Linked DNA regions of Mus musculus: region 1 is linked to region 2. The links are chromatin contacts, called in public Hi-C maps. All regions are on one chromosome and are shown on one strand. The core of a region is the stretch at or near the end of the contact, and the rest is flanking DNA. Distances in the headings are between cores, read along the strand shown. Region 1 overlaps Ankrd13c (ankyrin repeat domain 13c). Region 2 has its middle 180 kb from the start of Ptger3.

What was found. Hi-C and Micro-C count contacts between places; a contact is called where the count stands out from the background.
Region 1: a contact with region 2 is called in a Hi-C map of liver, with 4 times the contacts expected there. The contact joins two enhancer-like sites. A contact is called at or near these places in 1 of 484 Hi-C or Micro-C datasets (liver) and 2 of 9 other capture datasets (adipose tissue and pancreatic islet).

What each region holds. Positions count from the first base shown.
Region 1 is chr3:157,990,766-157,995,443 of GRCm38.p6, reverse strand. Ankrd13c (ankyrin repeat domain 13c) reads right to left here. Exons shown (of 13, transcript NM_001013806.2): 8 at 3,632-3,763; 9 at 686-847. Among named protein-coding and RNA genes, the nearest start is that of Srsf11, 44 kb to the left of the region's middle. Within about 2 kb of position 1,788, at least 16 of the 459 cell types and tissues checked have an H3K27ac peak or open chromatin away from gene starts, as enhancers often do. A contact at or near this core is called in liver, where this site is marked.
Region 2 is chr3:157,741,640-157,745,839 of GRCm38.p6, reverse strand. No RefSeq gene overlaps it. Among named protein-coding and RNA genes, the nearest start is that of Ptger3, 180 kb to the right of the region's middle. Within about 2 kb of position 2,644, at least 5 of the 459 cell types and tissues checked have an H3K27ac peak or open chromatin away from gene starts, as enhancers often do. A contact at or near this core is called in liver, where this site is marked.

The sequences.
Region 1 (4,678 bases), core at 539-3,038, 250 kb before region 2:
TTCTGAGACTTGGAAAATGTCCTGTAGAGAGAGTTAAGTTAATATCTGGGAGTCTTGATAGAGGATATGCCTGAAACACAACAAATTTAAGAAACCAGGAGAGATGGTTCAGTGGTCAGAAGCATCTGCTGCTCTTTCAGAGGAGCCACTTTTGGATCCCAGCACTCATATCAGACAGATTACAACCATCTATAACTCCAGTCCCAGAAGATCTGACATACTTCTGGCCTCTGTGGGCACCTGAGCTCACATGATGTGCACACATATATATACAAAATACATTTTAAACAGGAATAAAGCAGTATCTGGTTCATATTAGAAATAAGACCGTAGAACAATCCTCATTTTTCATATATCTTCTCACTTTCTACTTTCTTTTTCCCACTTCTTCTGAGCCCCATACTCATTGCACACAGTGTTTCAATAAGCAGAGACTCAATACATAGTTCCCAGGCTGTACACAGTAGATATGGCCCAGGAGTGGGTGAACCTTCAGCTGGGTCTTGAAGGCAGCAGGCAACAAGACATGGAATAAAATTAACACCACAATCCATGCTTACAAAATGACTTCAAAGACAAAGCACAGACTCAAAACTATACCAAAGATCCCCCCCCCCCATCCTCTATTATTCAGAAACAAAGAGAATGGAGTTGTACAGGTAGACAGAGGTAATGAAGAGTGTACCTCAAAGCTCTGCTCCGCCAGGCTCCCCCCTTTGCTCAGGCTCTCCATGATGGCCTTGTTCCGCAGGATGTCCTCCTCACTCAGGTGCTCCCTCCTTTTCCTTGATTCTAGAACAAGTCCATTCACCAGATAAAAGTCTGCCAAAAAGTTTCCTACTCTTTCCTAAAACAAATCAAATATTCCAAAATGACAGTTTAAAGGAAGGTTGATCTCAGATTTTAAAAAAGCGTTGAGATCATAAATTTCTCTGTAAGTATGTACCATGTAGGTGAAAATAAATATCCTGATATTTAAAGTCACCAAATTATTTTTGTAAGTTAAAAATACAATCATTCATTTCCAAACTACAAAGGGAAATTTAAAGTAATGCTAGTTAACCTGCACATTAGGTAGTCTAAACAGAAGTACACTGGTGTTCTTTCACTACCAAGCAGCACAAAGCAATCTTAGAAGTTCACTAAACACGCAATTTCAAATAACAAGGAGGGGTCAGAGGTAACACTGTTGTTCCCATTTTATAGATAGAAAAGCAGGATTAAAATCCACAGTCCATGCCACACTGGACCCTCTCTGATCTCTGACTGGATAAAAGTTACTGCTTTGAAAAGAAGCAAATACAAGTAGCCTTGCTCAATAATACATGTAAAGTGTTTACATCATAGATGCAGGCACAGATAAAAAGGCATCCAAAAGAGAGCAAACAGTTCTTTGCAGGGATGCTTCATTAATCATCCGACCCCGACCCACACTTCCAACCCTCACACACTCCCATGTAAAAAGTTACCTACTTATTACGACGAACTTTACCTGACCCAGCTTCCCATCTTTACCTACATCCAGGCTGCCTACTCCACCCTGACATGTCCAAAACTGTGTATATAGGACATCTCTTAAAAGTCACCAGGAAGCCAAGCATTTTAAACAAGTTTCTATCTACAAAATGGGAACCATGGTATACTGACTCCCTCCTTACCTGTCAACGACTTAAGGAGGTCACCTAGCCGCTCCTCAAGAGCTTTTGGCTGCTTAGTGGTAACACTAGGTGGACAGCAGTTTTCAATATTTATCTTCTCTTGGGGAGATCCATCTAATGCTGCCCAGAAGAACAGAGTACAGACAAGTAAGACTTCAAAGCAACAAATGCACTGTAATGTTGGACCCACAGCCTGGAGTCCAAAGTGCCACTTGTTGCCAAATAGGCTTTGAGGGCTCAAAGGTCAAAGTTAAGTTTGGCTAGGAGGTGGTTAACAGGTCTTGTGACCATAAAAAGGAGCAGCAGTTAAACAAAAGCTATGCTATGAACAAAAGTATCAGGTATGTGCTGCTCATGATCCAGCCACTGCAGTTCCTACTGCCTACACTGTGCACTGCAAAGGCATGGGGAAGGGGGATAAATTCAGTTACAAAGGAGGAAACAGCAGCAATGTAAGCTATTCATTCCTGTATCTATAACACTATGGCTGCAGGTAAGTACTGTAGGCACCTTCACTGTGTCACATGCAAGCTGCTAACGGGCATAAGCAGCATTTATGTGTGAAGTAGAGGTTCCTGCCACACTCATGGACAGCCAATTCCAAAGCCTTTGACAGCACTGTATTAAAGAGTATCAGTACAAAGCACAGCACATTACTTACAGAGAAGTATTTATGTGTGAAAAACACTAAAAAAGTCTACAGGGGTTCCAGTATCATAGACAGTAACCACTAGAGTTTCCTGACTTCATATGTAAAGCTGTATGATATTTAATCTTGTGATGGTCAACATGTGCTGTGATGGCATCTTTAATACAATTAACACCAAATTAACAGACTCTGAAAAAGTAGATTTCCCTCTATAAACTATGTGGGTCTTATCCAACCCTGAGTCTTAATAGCAAAGACTAAGAATTCTAGAAGAAAATGTAATTCTGCTTTAAAACTGAACTTTAAAATTTTGTAACACAAAAACCCTGACAGCCTAACAGCAGATTTTTAACTCCAAATAATCCCAACTCTCCTGTTAATGTCCAGCCTACTATACACAGTTCAGACATGTAAAGTCCCATAAAACACAAGCCAATCCCCTTTAAGCAAAAAAGGTCTCCCTCCACAACCCTGTCAGTTTTCTTCCCTTTTCTCGAATAGCTCACCTCACTCATCCTCTACACCCTTCATTTCTCTCTTCTATGAGTTTTACGTGAATACAAGGCTTATTTTTGTTTTTCTAATATGAAAACATTCACTTATTATGTTCAATAAGATGTAACTTTAAAAAAATTAAATCTCACCCTTTACCTGATTTGGCTCTTATTGTTAAATTTGTATTATTTAATTTTATGAATTTATAAGTATTATTTATTAAAATGTTTCATTATTCATTTAATTCAAAATTATACCATGAATTTAATATACAATGGTGTTTTAATAAATACACGCAATTCAGACCAATTTCAAACCTGAACACTCCTTCATCAATATTGCATACAGTGCATGCCAGGCAAAAGAGCCTTAGCATATATTAGGTGATCTTACATTCTCCTGCTAACAGATGTGATGGGAATTATAGAAACTTCCACTGACACTTAAATTTGGCATCTTATAGAAATATAAGCGTCATATGAGCAGACAAGATAAAAGAGCCTAAAGTAAGAGGAAAGACACAGCAAAACAAAGTATATACATCTCTTCACAAGCCTCTTAAACAAAAAGCACTAGAAAAAGAATGGAGCCATGTGCGAACTTTCTTATAAGGGAAGGCAGACAAGAAGAGTTCAAGTAAACCACACTTTCTCTGAGCTTTCCCAAGAATACAAGTGAGCCCCATAAATATGCACTGTTAACTACCTATGTGAATTCAAAAAAACGAGAAACAATCTGCCTATCTAAGGACAATTTCTATATTTCATCATTATTTTGGTGATACTAGATAACAATTTTTAAGTTCAAAAATATCTAAATTTTTACATACTGTTTTATCTTCCCGAAAAAGCCATCCAGTTTGGGCACGTGTGAAAGAAATGGATTTGGTTGATAAAGTTGCAGAATAAATATCACTGCTCATTAAAATATCAACTTCTTCTTCTGTTTCCATCTCTGACTCCTAGATTGGGGGCAAAAGTTAAAATAAGAATCTGGGTTTTCTTCAAAGATATTACAAATTTCAAAAGACAAGTAACATGATATTATTTATTCTAAAACCAGAAGTTTAATTTTTGTGTCTAATATCTTTAATTACTCAGAATTATGACTAATAATGAATCTTTAAAAGGCAGGCATAAAAAGTACAGCACTTTCACACTTCTATATAAATATAATAAACCCACTGTTAGTACAGAACTATTTGGTCTATTTATAAAAGTTTTGTTTACTTTAAATGGAGATAAATTAGCCTCCAGTTATTGCTATTGTACACACACACACACACACACACACACACACACACACACACACACACACACATATATATACATATATATATCCATCATTGTTGTCTGAATCTTTCCTTTTCAGTAACTTCTAAGAGTAAGGGAGTAAGGGAGCTGACCATAACAGCCCTTATGTTTGGGTCGCAGATATTCAGAATTGAGATATCATCTTAGTAGATTTTTCCTTTAATGAGTATGAAGTATACTTCCCTGTCTCTTTTGATTAATTTTGGTTGAAAGTCTATTTTATTAGATACTAAGATGGCTACTCTACTTGCTTCTTGGGTCCATTTGCTTGAAAAAAATTTTTCCAGTGCTTTACTCTGATATAATAGCTATCTTTATTGCTGAGGTATGTTTCTTATATGCAGCAGAATGATGGATTCTGTTTTCATATCCATTTCGTTAGCCTGTGTGTGTGTGTGTGTGTGTGTTTTAAACTGGAGAATTGAGTCCATTGATGTTGAGAGATATTAATGAACAGTGATTGTTATTTTCTCTTATTTTGATGGGTGGGGGGTGTACATGTCCATGTGTCCTGTGCTGAAGGTGCAAGGACTTTTAAGAGCTTGAGCAGTGATGATGAGGAG
Region 2 (4,200 bases), core at 1,395-3,894:
TGGTCTGATGCTAGATGGGAGCATGGGGGGAGGGGGGCACAGAAGAGTGGCTATGCTGGTCATGTTCTCCTTCTCTTGAGTTAGCTAATCTACAGTTGAGGAATTAACAGTCAGAATAACCAATCATCTTGTTGGGATAAAACTTAGCAATTTATTTATTTAAAAAATTTTAATTAGATATTTTCTTCATTTACATTTCAAATGCTCCCCAACCCACCCACTCCTGCTTCCTGGCCTTGGCATTCCCCTGTACTAGGGATATAAACTTTGCAAGACCAAGTGCCTCTCCTCCCACTGATGGCCAACTAGGCCATCTTCTGCTACATATGCAGCTAGAGACATGAGCTCTGGGGGTACTGGTTAGTTTATATTGCTGTTCATCCTATAGAGTTGCAGACCACTTCAGCTCCTGGGGTACGTACTTTCTCTAGCTCCTCCATTGAGGGCCCTGTGTTCCATTCAATAGATGACTGTGAGCATCCACTTCTGTATTTGCCAGGCACTGGCATAGCCTTACAAGAGATAGCTATATGAGGGTCCTGTCAGCAAAATCCTGCTGGCATACGCAATAGTGTCTGGGTTTGGTGGCTGTTTATGGGATGGATCCCCAGGTGGGGCAGTCTCTGGATGCTCCTTCCTTCTGTTTCAGCTCCAAACTTTGTCTCTGCAACTCCTTCCATTGGTATTTTGTTCCCCATTCTAAGAAGGGACAAACCATCCATAATTTGGTCTTCCTTCTTCTTGAGTTTCATGTGTTTTGCAAATTGTATCTTATACTTGGGTATTCTAAGTTTCTGGGCTAATATCCACTTATCACTGAGTGCATATCATGTGTGTTCTTTTGTGATTGAGTTACCTCACTCAGGATGATATCCTCCAGATCCATCATTTGCCTAAGAATTTCATGAATTCATTGTTTTCAATATCTGAGTAGTGCTCCATTGTGTAAATGTACCTCAACAATAAAAGAACTTCTGGTGGAATCTCCATGCCTGACCTCAAGCTGTACTACAGAGCAATTGTGACAAAAACTGCATGGTACTGGTACAGTGACAGACAGGTAGATCAATAGAATAGAATTGAAGACCTAGAAATGAATCCACACACCTATGGTCACTTGATCTTTGACAAAGGAGCTAAAACCATCCAGTGGAAAAAAAGACAGCATTTTCAACAAATGGTGCTGGCTCAACTGGCAGTAATTGTCTAGAAGAATGTGAATTGATCCATTCTTATCTCCTTGTACAAAGCTCAAGTCTAAGTGGATCAAGGAACTCCACATAAAACCAGAGACACTAAAACTTATAAAGGAGAAAGTGGGGAAAAGCCTCGAATATATGGGCACAGGGGAAAAATTCTTGAACAGAACAGCAATGGCTTGTGCTGTAAGATCGAGAATCGACAAATGGGACCTCATAAAATTGCAAAGCTTCTGTAAGGCAATAGACACCGTCAATAACACAAAAAGGCCACCAACAGATTGGGAAAGGATCTTTACCAATCCTAAATCAGATAGGGGACTAATATCAAATATATACAAAGAACTCAAGAAGCTGGACTTTAGAAAATCAAATAGCCCCATTAAAAAATGTGGTTCAGAGCTAAACAAAGAATTCTCACCTGAGGAATACCGAATGGCTGAGAAGCACCTGAAACAATGTTCAACATCCCTAATCATCGGGGAACAACCTGAGATTCAAAACAACCTTGAGATTCCACGTCACAGCACTCAAAAGATCAAAAATTCAGATGACAGCAGATGCTGGCAAGGATGTGGAGAAAGAGGAACACTCCTCCATTGCTGGTGGGTTTGCAAGCTTGTACAGCCACTCTGGAAATCAGTCTCGTGGTTCCTCAGAAAATTGGACATAGTACTACTGGAGGATCCAGCAATACCTCTCCTGGGCATATACCCAGAAGATGTTCCAACTTGCAATAAGGACACATGCTCCACTATGTTCATAGCAGCCTTATTTATAATAGCCAGAAGCTGAAAAGAAAACTTAGCAATTTAAAACTAATGAACTGTATTGAGAGATGGGTAGGCATCTCTGTGATGGATGAACAAAGCTCCTTGGACTAGCATTTTTTTTTTTATTTTTGATTCTTTTTTTTGTTTTTTCGTTTTATTTGTTTTTGTTTTTGTTTTTTTTTTTGTTTGTTTGTTTTTCGAGACACGGTTTCTCTGTGTAGTCCTGGCTGTCCTGGAACTCACTCTGTAGACCAGGCTGGCCTTGAACTCAGAAATCTGCCTGCCTCTGTCTCCCAAGTTCTGGGATTAAAGGCATGTGCCACCACTTCCCGGTGGACTAACATTTTGTAGTGCATATTGCTTGTGCCTGCTGGCAAAGTCTATGTGTACTGTTTATGCCTAAAGGAACTCTTTTTCCTCTCATGCTGCTCTTCAGTTTGCTGCCCAAGTGCTGCCTCTTGGTAGGCAGACCTTTCTTTCTCATGAGTAAGAAGCAGCATGAAGTGATACACCCTTTATAGCTTGCCACTGCAAGCTACAGAGGATTACATCCTGACAAACACACATAAGCTGAAATGTTGTGTAGTAAAAAAATCTATTCAGTGCACTCAATCTGCTGACTGTGAGCCTAGCAACAGGGTCAACAAGAGTGCTGACTGGATGTTTACTCTCACAATCACTGGCTGGTGGAGATCGGTGGCTCTCTGACATTGCCCAGCACCAAGAAAGTGCTGCCCTTTCTACCCTTGGCTGTGGAAAAACAAATCAAACTTTAAAATCCAAAGTACACTTTCTACTGATTGCATATTACCTTTGGGCCCTTATAAAACTATGAAATTATAAATCAAGCCATTGTCAATCAGGGACCATTTGCTTTGCCATTCTCCTCATAATTCCAGAACTTTCTTGAGTGGTCTTTCTTGCTCTTTATTCCATAATTCAATGTCTATCCACTAATCTATCTATCTGACTATTAAATTAGATATGTTTAGAAATTAAATTATTTTTAAGAGCAGTCTTCAGAGTTAGCTGTCCCTGGATACTAATTTGTAATTTAATATAACAATAAAGACACTGAGCAATCAACCTGTCTTTCTGTGCTGGGACACTCAGACATCTGTTTTCTAAGAAAGCTTGAATATGCTGTTATGGGAGGAAGGAAAGTAACATGAAAAATGATTCTATATCCAGATGTTAAACCGCAAGGGCTCTCTGTTTGCTGCACACATGATGAGGTACAGCTACGGTTGATACTCTGGGAGACACATAGGGGGTGAAATGAAGGCTATATAGACAGACATCCACCATCAGCACACTTATTCTGATGAGACCATCTGAGGTTCACATTTAATAGAGCTATACTAGTTTTAGAAAAATTGTTATTTTTCTTGTATATATAGTCTTATTTAAAATAAATATATATATTCATATTATATACTGATATAGGAAGGAAAGGGGCACAGAGGAAGGCCTAGGAGGAAGCACTGATCTAAATTTGGAAGGAGACAGGACCTCAAAGAGGGTTTCTATGAAAAGTGTAGTGCTACATCCACTCCAGTAGTGATTCGCGTGACAGGCCCAGAAACCTGGATGCAGTCCCGAGGCGAAAAGTTCATGGAAACTTAGTCTCCTGGAAATTTGGCATTCCCATAGCTAGAATGCTCCAGATTTGTCCCTGTGATAGTGTGGAGGGTCTTGCGTGCTTTCTTACAGTATTTTACTGGATAAGAATTAGAAATCTCAGGGCAAGCTTAGCAAAGTATACTTAAAATCTTCATTACAGTCAGGTCTGGCAAACTACATTGCATATTAGAAGCAAGTTGGTGAGTTCTTTTGACAATGGAGATTCCCTACAGATACTTATAAAAGCAGCCTAGTTACTCCCATATGCAAGAATTTACCATGGTCTAGGAAAAAGGAGGGTTGTGGTTTAAGGAGGAACTACAGTGTTGCATTATTCATGAAAAGTTCTGCTAGAGCAGAACCCCCTAGTGCTAGCTTTCACAAGGCTCAAAGGAATAGCATAAATTATGACTAGGGTGTGAAATCATTACCTGGCCCCTGTCATTAGCTGACTCTAGGCAGGACTGTTTTATCTTTACTATAAACATTGCCTGGTTCCTGCCAGTCCTTGGAAGGCACTCCTCTGTTTTGTGTCAGATAACTTCAATGTACCTTGCCTGCTGTGACACCATACTTCTTTGTTTTATTCTGTATTAAAAGTCTGG